Regions from separate parts of the Mus musculus genome. Here region 1 is linked to region 2. The links are chromatin contacts, called in public promoter capture Hi-C maps. All regions are on one chromosome and are shown on one strand. Each heading gives the region's core, a stretch centred on a gene start, on an enhancer-like site or on the middle of the called end of the contact. The rest is flanking DNA. Distances are from core to core; before and after follow the strand shown.

Evidence for each region. Promoter capture Hi-C pulls out the DNA fragments that hold promoters and counts their contacts.
Region 1: a contact with region 2 is called in a promoter capture Hi-C map of 3T3-L1-derived adipocytes, with 2.6 times the contacts expected there. The contact joins the promoter of Itgb3bp here to the enhancer-like site in region 2. A contact is called at or near these places in 5 of 39 promoter capture datasets (3T3-L1-derived adipocytes, cranial neural crest, embryonic stem cells and 1 more), 5 of 115 datasets of contacts at active chromatin or transcription factors (astrocytes, embryonic limb bud, embryonic stem cells and 1 more) and 1 of 9 other capture datasets (embryonic stem cells).

What each region holds. Positions count from the first base shown.
Region 1 is chr4:99,826,663-99,830,716 of GRCm38.p6, reverse strand. It overlaps Itgb3bp (integrin beta 3 binding protein (beta3-endonexin)), which reads left to right and starts at 1,559. Exons shown (of 9, transcript NM_026348.4): 1 at 1,559-1,634. The coding sequence starts at 1,630. It overlaps Efcab7 (EF-hand calcium binding domain 7), which reads right to left and starts at 1,272. Exons shown (of 14, transcript NM_145549.2): 1 at 1,163-1,272.
Region 2 is chr4:99,553,128-99,557,167 of GRCm38.p6, reverse strand. It overlaps Gm40211 (a long non-coding RNA gene), which reads left to right. Exons shown (of 3, transcript XR_867952.1): 3 at 2,340-2,382. Among named protein-coding and RNA genes, the nearest start is that of Gm40211, 14 kb to the left of the region's middle. Within about 2 kb of position 1,832, at least 5 of the 459 cell types and tissues checked have an H3K27ac peak or open chromatin away from gene starts, as enhancers often do. A contact at or near this core is called in 3T3-L1-derived adipocytes, where this site is marked.

The sequences.
Region 1 (4,054 bases), core at 310-2,809, 270 kb before region 2:
TTTCTACACTGACCAGGCACTTTTTGTCCATTTTACAGATGATGAAATTGAGGGACAGAGATGTCACCCAGTCAGTGGTAATTTGTGAAATCTCAGTCATTTCTTCTTTTAATGTGAATGAAGGTTTATTGAACAAAGGCTACTATGCAGGGCAAAATTGTTCTGGTGGTCTAATGGCTTCCAACATTGCTTTATCCTGCGTTGACTTCTAAAAATACATTCCAATCTAATAAATTGAATAGTTCAAGTTGAACAATAAGATGACACAGGTAGGGTCCCCTTCAGGACTCATTGGATTCATACTCAGGAGGCCTAAATCACTGGCACCTTCTTGAATTATGTAGGTCTTTTACACTTGGGAAAGAAAGATAATAATCGCTTATCATGGATGAAGTACCCTATTTATAATACACAGACCGCCTGCCTGACACTTTCATATTACACCAGATTTAGAAGGACCCCATAGGGATGTGGTGTCACAGTCTGGTTACTGCAAATTGGTATCACCATAATTAAACATCGGTTTTAAACACATATGCGTGCGCGCCATCTCACAAACGGGAAAGAAAACTATTCCAATAAGGAAGAGCAAGCACTCGGCTTACAGCAAGCAATTTAAAAACATTTTTAAGGATCTTCAAGTGCTCCTTCCAAATGGGGTTATTCTCACATGAAAATCCCTGGACAGAAATGTTCCAGAATTCTATTCTTTCCCTTCCTGTGAAGACAGTCCAAACTGAAGCTTAAATAAATATATAATTGCACCCCTAGGGCTCGGAAACCACCTTTTATTTAAAATTCTAGCCCAAGTCTGAGACAGGGGCCTGGAGAGTATATTGTAGCAAACGGCTCCATAAATAACTAGGCACACAATAAGCAGGAAAAATAAACTGTTAAAAGCGCCTAAGGCGTCTAAAGGGCCAAATGAAAACAGAGAGCCATCCAGTCACCGTCGCTGCACCGTGAAACAGTCACAACTAATCCCAGACAAGCTCTCTCCGTTTTTTGTACTCCTCTGGCCACGATGCTGCATCCCCTTGTGTGTTTCGGGGCATGCACCGGCTCTTAGGAGGACACAGAAGTAAACGTAGCAGATGGGAGAGGCGGCCGCACAATGAAGAGCAGAGCGAGCGACAGAGCAAGAGAGAGGCTTGGTGGCTACCTAATTTCAGCTCACAAACCAAGAAGAGCAGCCAATTTTCGTTAGTAGATCCGCGAACCTCTCGGCGCAACCGGACAGACCTCCGCCTTTTTTAGATTACCATAGCAACTGCGCCTCGCCGCCACCGGAAATAAGAGGCAGAGCACCTTCCAAACGCTCCGACCAGAGATTTGTGGACCATTGACCGAGAGAGAACAGCCATGGCATTGTAGCTTATCTGTTGCGAGGCTGGCATGTCCACAATAGTGAGGAGGGTCGTGCGCTGCATGCGGCTGGGGCTAAATGGATTCTGGCCTTAGACTCCCTGCACCATTTCCTTGAACACGTTCAGGCTCTTTCTCGCGCGGAGACTGTTTCCGGCGAGCTGCATACGGGGTGACACCTCATCCAGCGCTTACTACGCGGGCTTTTTATGCTTCCGCGTTTGCGGTTTCTCAGTTGGTTCTGTCCAGCAACGGAGTCCCGAAATGCCGTAGGTATCCCTTCCCCAGACGTTGCTGTTTTGTGGGCCCTCTATGAGCAAAAAGAGTATACAGGAAGAGTATGCCGTCCCATGGTCACCTTGTCTTTTTTATTTCTATAAACTTTTCTCTGTTGACAGCGTCGGGATGCTTGGTATTCCCAACCTACCTCTACCCTTCCAACACTTCTTTGACTCTTAAAACTTCACATCATTGTGTAAGCTGCGGGCTAAATCTGAGTAATGTCTAACTTGAAATGACTAAGAATGAAAGAGTATATTAAGTAAACATTTCTCTGTAATTTGTAGAATTTTTAAATGCTTGTTAAGCATTTGTGTAGTGAGTTCTCTGAAACTCGGGAGAGATTTCATGGACTGAATGGATTTCAGGCACTGAAAGATTCTTAAGATTATCACTTAGCAACTCAGTAATAAGTGATTTACTTTTCTTACTTATAAAAATAAGCTTGAAAAAAGTAAAAAGTGGGTTTGTATTGGGTCATCTTTAAGTTACAGCCCAACCCCAATAATGTGATTACCGAAAATGACCATAGTAGAGATGGGTATTGTGCTAGACTGCTACCCTTCGGCTACCCTACATAGGCTATATAAAGCACAGTTAGCGGTTGTATAAACAGGTTTTTTTTTTTTTTTGTTTTGTTTTGTTTTTAAAAAAAACAGGGTCTTTTTAAAGAATTTGAGGGAGGAGGAAGACCTAACTCTTGTAATACTTCTTTGGCTACCCCCGTACCAGGCTGATTTAGGTACTTCCTGCTAGGGTAACATTTTCCTGTTTGAGTAAAATGCAAACTAAGATATTATCGGGGATACTTGTGTAAGATATGAGCTGACATAAAAGAAGGAGGACCTTCGGAAATAACAATATTTATTAACTCACCATTCTAAAAAGGTTTATCTTTTAATGCATTAGAAAAATGTCTATTATAACATTGCTGGCAAAGATGAGGGAACAAAACTTAAGCAGGAAAAGAATGAAAATGAATTTGGTGTGTAAACTATGTTCCTGATCTGTTTACAGAAGTGAGGAACCAAAATCTATTGGAAGTGGATATTTTTCTGGCAACTGGCAACTTTAATATATGAGTAGATGTTGTTATATTAGAAGAGTTTCATTAAGTACATTGACATCCCATATTTTTAGCAGTTGTGTTGGTTGGTCCATTTTTCTAAAGAATCAGGGGCTTGTATAACCCAGGCTGATCTTAAACTCACTTTGTAGCTGAAGAAAACAACAAACTTCTAATTTTCCGTCCACCTCCCCCAGTGCTGGGATTGCATACCGCCCACTGTTTATTCAGTGCTGGGGGTCCAACCTAAAGCTTTGTGTATAGTAACTGAGCACTGTACCTGATGAACTACATCCTAGACCCAGCTTTGCTGCTAATGTGTTTTAGCAAAGAGATTAAAGCCATCATAATAATTTCATGTATGAAGCATAGTCACGCTGTAGCGCAGTGGTTCTCAACCTGTGGGTTATGACCCCTTTGGTGGTCGAACAGCCTTACACAGGGGCCACCTAAGACCACTGGAAAATATAGATATTTACATTATGATTTATAACAGTAGCAGAATTAAAGTTATGAAGTAGCAACAAAATAATTTTATTAAAGGGTTGCAGCATTAGAAGGGTTGAGAACCACTGCTTTGGTAGCAGAGTTCCGTCTTCGTTAGTGAGATGCTTTGTTTTTAAATGTGATAAACTATGAAGTCAAAGTGGTACTAATAGAAACCTTGGGAAGTTCTTATAAAAGATAGCTAAAAAAAAAAAAAAACCATTTTTTTTATAATGTGGATGAGTGTTTTGCCTGCATGTATGTATATGAATCACTTACAACCTGGTACCCAGGGAGGCCAGGAGAGATCATCATGTGCCCCAGAACTGGAGTCAGAGATGATAATGAGCCACCATACCGTTGCTGGGAACTGAACCCCAGTCTTCTGTAAGGGTAGCAAGTGCTCTTAACTTCTGAGCCATCTCTCCAGTCCCAGAAACTGGACTGATTTTCAGTGATGTTGAAATGATGACGTTTTGGTATGCAATTGTGGAAAGGTGTAATCTGTACTCACTCATAATTTTCTTTATATTTGACTGGAAAATAACATTCTATTCTTTTTTTTTTTTTAAGAAAAGCAATTGGGGAAATAAGTGTAGCCTGAATGAATCTAAAATAAGTGGAAAGGAATAAATTAATGAAGATACAATGGTTAGGATTTTAAAAACAGTGACTGAAGAACAGATTCGTAGGAAGACTGCATACAGCCTTTAAGGTTTAAAGGCAAGCAAAATAAGCAGTTGTTTGGGCTTATGTATGCGTGTGCTAAGATCATAGCAAAAGCAAAAGATTATGTCCAATAGCAGGGGCATGGCATAGGATTCAGCTTAATGCTTGCTACATGGGGGAGGTAGGCTA
Region 2 (4,040 bases), core at 583-3,082:
AACATGCTTCCAAAAGGGTGCTGGGGCTGGTGATCCAGGCCACACTCTGAGGATCCCTGCTCTAGGGCAAAGATTAGGCCCTTTGGAAAATAATAAGCAGCTATGGGAAGAGGGGAGGATAGAGCTCAGAGATGATTCTTAGTGAGACCCGGGGTTTAATCCCTGCACTAAGTAAATAAGCAAATAAGTTAAAACACATGCTAGAGTACACACACACACACACACACACACACACACACACACACACACACACAACCTGCTTGTGTCCCCTGCTGCATACACGTAGCTCAAGGCACAGTATATTGCACTTTAGGAAACAGCAGCAGAAGGCTGGTAGCTCTCTGACCTTTTCTCATTTCCTTCTGCACTCGCTCAGATTTTCATTTGAGTTCCCTCCTCAGATCTGGTGCAGAAGTGTCCTCATTTCTGAAGACATAGACAGATTTGGGAGGGGAAAAAAAAAAGGCCTGGCTAAATTCTCCCCAGTGTGTATCACGTGGCGTCGTGCTCTGTTTGTGCCTATGCCTGTCAGTTCCCAGCTTCTCCACCAAACTCAGCATCAAAATGTGCAAGCTTTCCTGTTGCTTTGGCTCCTCTTTCCCTAAAGCCCCTTTGCTATGGAAAGCTTATATAAAATCATTTGCATGTTTTTGTAAATTTGCTCCTGTTATGGGTAGGTACATCATCCAGGAGCCTAGTGATGGATGGGTAACAAATCTTTCCTCCCTCACAATAGAGATTTGTTTAAGAAAATGTATTACTTTTGTTCTTTTGACTCTTTTTCTTCCTTCCTTCTTTCCTTCCTTCCTTCCTTCCTTCCTTCCTTCCTTCCTCCCTCCCTCCCTCCCTCCTCTTTCTTTCTTTCTTCCTTTCTTTCTTCCTTCCTTCCTTCCTTTCTTTCTTTCTTTCTTTCTTTCTTTCTTTCTTCCTTCCTCCCTCCCTCCCTCCCTCCCTCCTCTTTCTTTCTTTTTTTCTTTCTTTCTTTCTTTCTTTCTTTCTTTCTTTCTTTCTTTCTTTCTTCCTTCCTTCCTTCCTTCCTTCCTTCCTTCCTTCCTTCCTCCCTCCCTCCTCTCTCTCTTTCTCTCTCTTCCTTCCTTCCTTCCTCTCTCCCTCCCTCCCTCCTCTTTCTTTCTTTCTTTCTTTCTTTCTTTCTTTCTTTCTTTCTTTCTTTCTTTCTTTCTTTCTTCTTCCCTCCCTCCCTTCCTTCCTCCCTCCCTCCCTTCCTTCCTATTTCACCCCCTCCTCGTTCTTGGAGTTGATTCTCCTGGTTCCACTTCACACGTGCAGAGATTGCAGGTGTACGCCATCACAGCCGATTTCTGCATGAGTGCTAGGCTAGCCCTCTACCAATTGATCTACATGCCCAGTCTAATTTTCTTTATGATTAATTATTTGAGTTGTCAAATGTTTTGATTCATTTGTTTAGAACTTCTACCATTATTTTACATAGCCCCCACTTGATCTGAAGTAACTAATATTTCCTCTAGCTTTTAGTCTGTCCACTTGTTAATTTTTCTAGCTAACAATGCTGTTTGAATGGTGTTTATTTGTATATTGAAGAGGATTGTGAGAGTAGGTTGCATCTGGGGAGGTGCCTCTCCCAGGCTGGCTTTACTGTGGGAGAGTCCGGTGTGTATCAGATGACTTATCTGTGAACCATGGAAACGTTTTGAAAGGTAAAGCAGACGATACACTGAAGAACCATTTGTCACAAGTAATTGCAGGCAGTCAAAAAGAAGAAAGATTGTACATGAATCATGACGTAAGAGCTGTGAAGGGCAAGTATTTGAGACCAGTCTGCAGCTCCCGAACAGGCTGATCCTCAAATGACACACAAATTTTATGCCAGGAAAGGTTTAGTCCAGAGAACAAATCATTTTGCGTTGTGTCCCAGATTCTATAAAGACAGGACACTTTTTCATAGAGTTGTACTTTTGCATTTTTTCATTAACCAAAACCCATAATTTATTGATATTTCTCTAATTAAATTCATAAAACTGGCAAGAAAACTATCACTATGAACAATATACTATTTGGAAACTTGTGTCTATTATGCAATGGCTGATTTTTTTTTTCTTTTTTGCTTTATGGGCATGGATCCTAGGGCCTCTTGCACACTAGGCAAATGCCTGTATGCAACCGTCACTCTAGTTCCCAAGAGGAGCTGCTTCACACATGTACTCTCTGATACACTTAATTATTTTTTGTAAAAAAAAAAAAAACAAACTACAATAGTAGGATTTCCAAGCTAAGCCACATTTGTTAAATGGAGTTATCATGTTGCAATAAATCTCTTGAGTTTATTGTCCAGCTAACAGAAGTTTGTTTCCTTTGACTAGTGTCTGCCAGAGACTGTCCTCCTACCCAGTGACTACCAACTGCTCTGCATACAAGTGAGATTGTTTGCCTTTTATGCCTGGTTTAGCTTAGTACATTATCTTCCAGTTTTATCCACATTGTCATAAACCTCAGGATTTCCTTCTAAGGTTGATGAGTATTCCATAGGGTATGTATACTGAATTCCCTCTCTCTCCCTCTCTCCCTCTCGCCATTCTCCTCCTCCTCCTTCCCCTTCCCCTCCCCCTCCCTCCCCCTTCCTCTCTCTAGGGCTTCCTGTAGCCATCCCTCCTTCCCCCATCTCCCAAGTGCTGAGATTACAGATATGTATCACTATGCTAGGCTCTTGATTTTTTTTTTTGTTATTGTGAATAATGCTGTAATCGATATGAAAGTGGTGGAGGCTGGAGAGATGTCTCAGTGGTTAAGAGCACTGACCCGGTCTTCCAGAGGATGCAGGTTTGATTCCTAGCGTTCCTATGGCAACTCACAACTGTCTGGAACTCTAGCTCCAGGACTTCTGATGCCTTTTTTCTGGAATCTGCATTTTCTGGAATGTGGTGCACAGACATGTTTGCAGACAAAACATTCACACATATAAAATATATATACCAAATATATGCATCTATATGTGTACATAAATGGTATATATTTTATGTTTGTGTTATATATTTTATGCATATATACATATTTTTAAAATTAAAAGAGAAGAGAAACATGAGAGTAGATTTATCTCTGATATTCGGATCTACTCACTTCATTTTCTGTCCACAAGTGGACTGTGCAGTCCTATGGCACTCTTAGGATTGTTTTAATCTTGGTATTTTGTTTTGTTTGTTTACTTCTTTCCATAGTGGCTGTCTAATTTACATTCTCCCTGATAGTATAAAAGGTTTCCCTTTCTCCACACTATCTCCAACACTTGCTACTGTGTGTGTGTGTGTGTGTGTGTGTGTGTGTGTGTGTGTGTATGTATGTATGTATGTATGTATGTATGTATGGACAGGGTGTTACTGTGTAGCCTAGGCTGGCCTTGAACTAGGCTCTTCCTTCCCACTGAGTGCTGGAATTATAGATGCATATCAGTATGCTGAACATCATTTGTCTTTTTTTTTCCCATTTTTTATTAGGTATTTAGCTCATTTACATTTCCAATGCTATACCAAAAGTCCCCCATACCCACCCACCCCCACTCCCCTACCCACCCACTCCCCCTTTTTGGCCCTAGCGTTCCCCTGTACTGGGGCATATAAAGTTTGTGTGTCCAATGGGCCTCTCTTTCCAGTGATGGCCGACTAGGCCATCTATCATTTGTCTTTGATTGTAGCCATTCTAACACATGTAAGGTATATCTCACTAACATCTTAATTTGTCATTCTCTGATAGTTACTGACTCTCAACATTTCTTCATGTATCTCTTGGCCAGTTTCATATCTTATTTTAGAAATGTCTATTTAGGTGATTTATTTCTTAACTCAAGTTCTTTTCTCACTTCTGATAAGTTGTTCAAACATATACAAATTTTATGTTGAGACAGTATCACTATGTAGCTCCGACTAGCCTGGAGCTCACTGTATAGACCAGACTGTCCTGGGACTCACAGAGATTCGCCTGACTCCACTCGCTGAGTGCTGGGATTAGGGGTGTGTAGCACCACACTTGGCTCTGTGTATTTTGGATATCAGGGTTTTGGTGGTTATGTG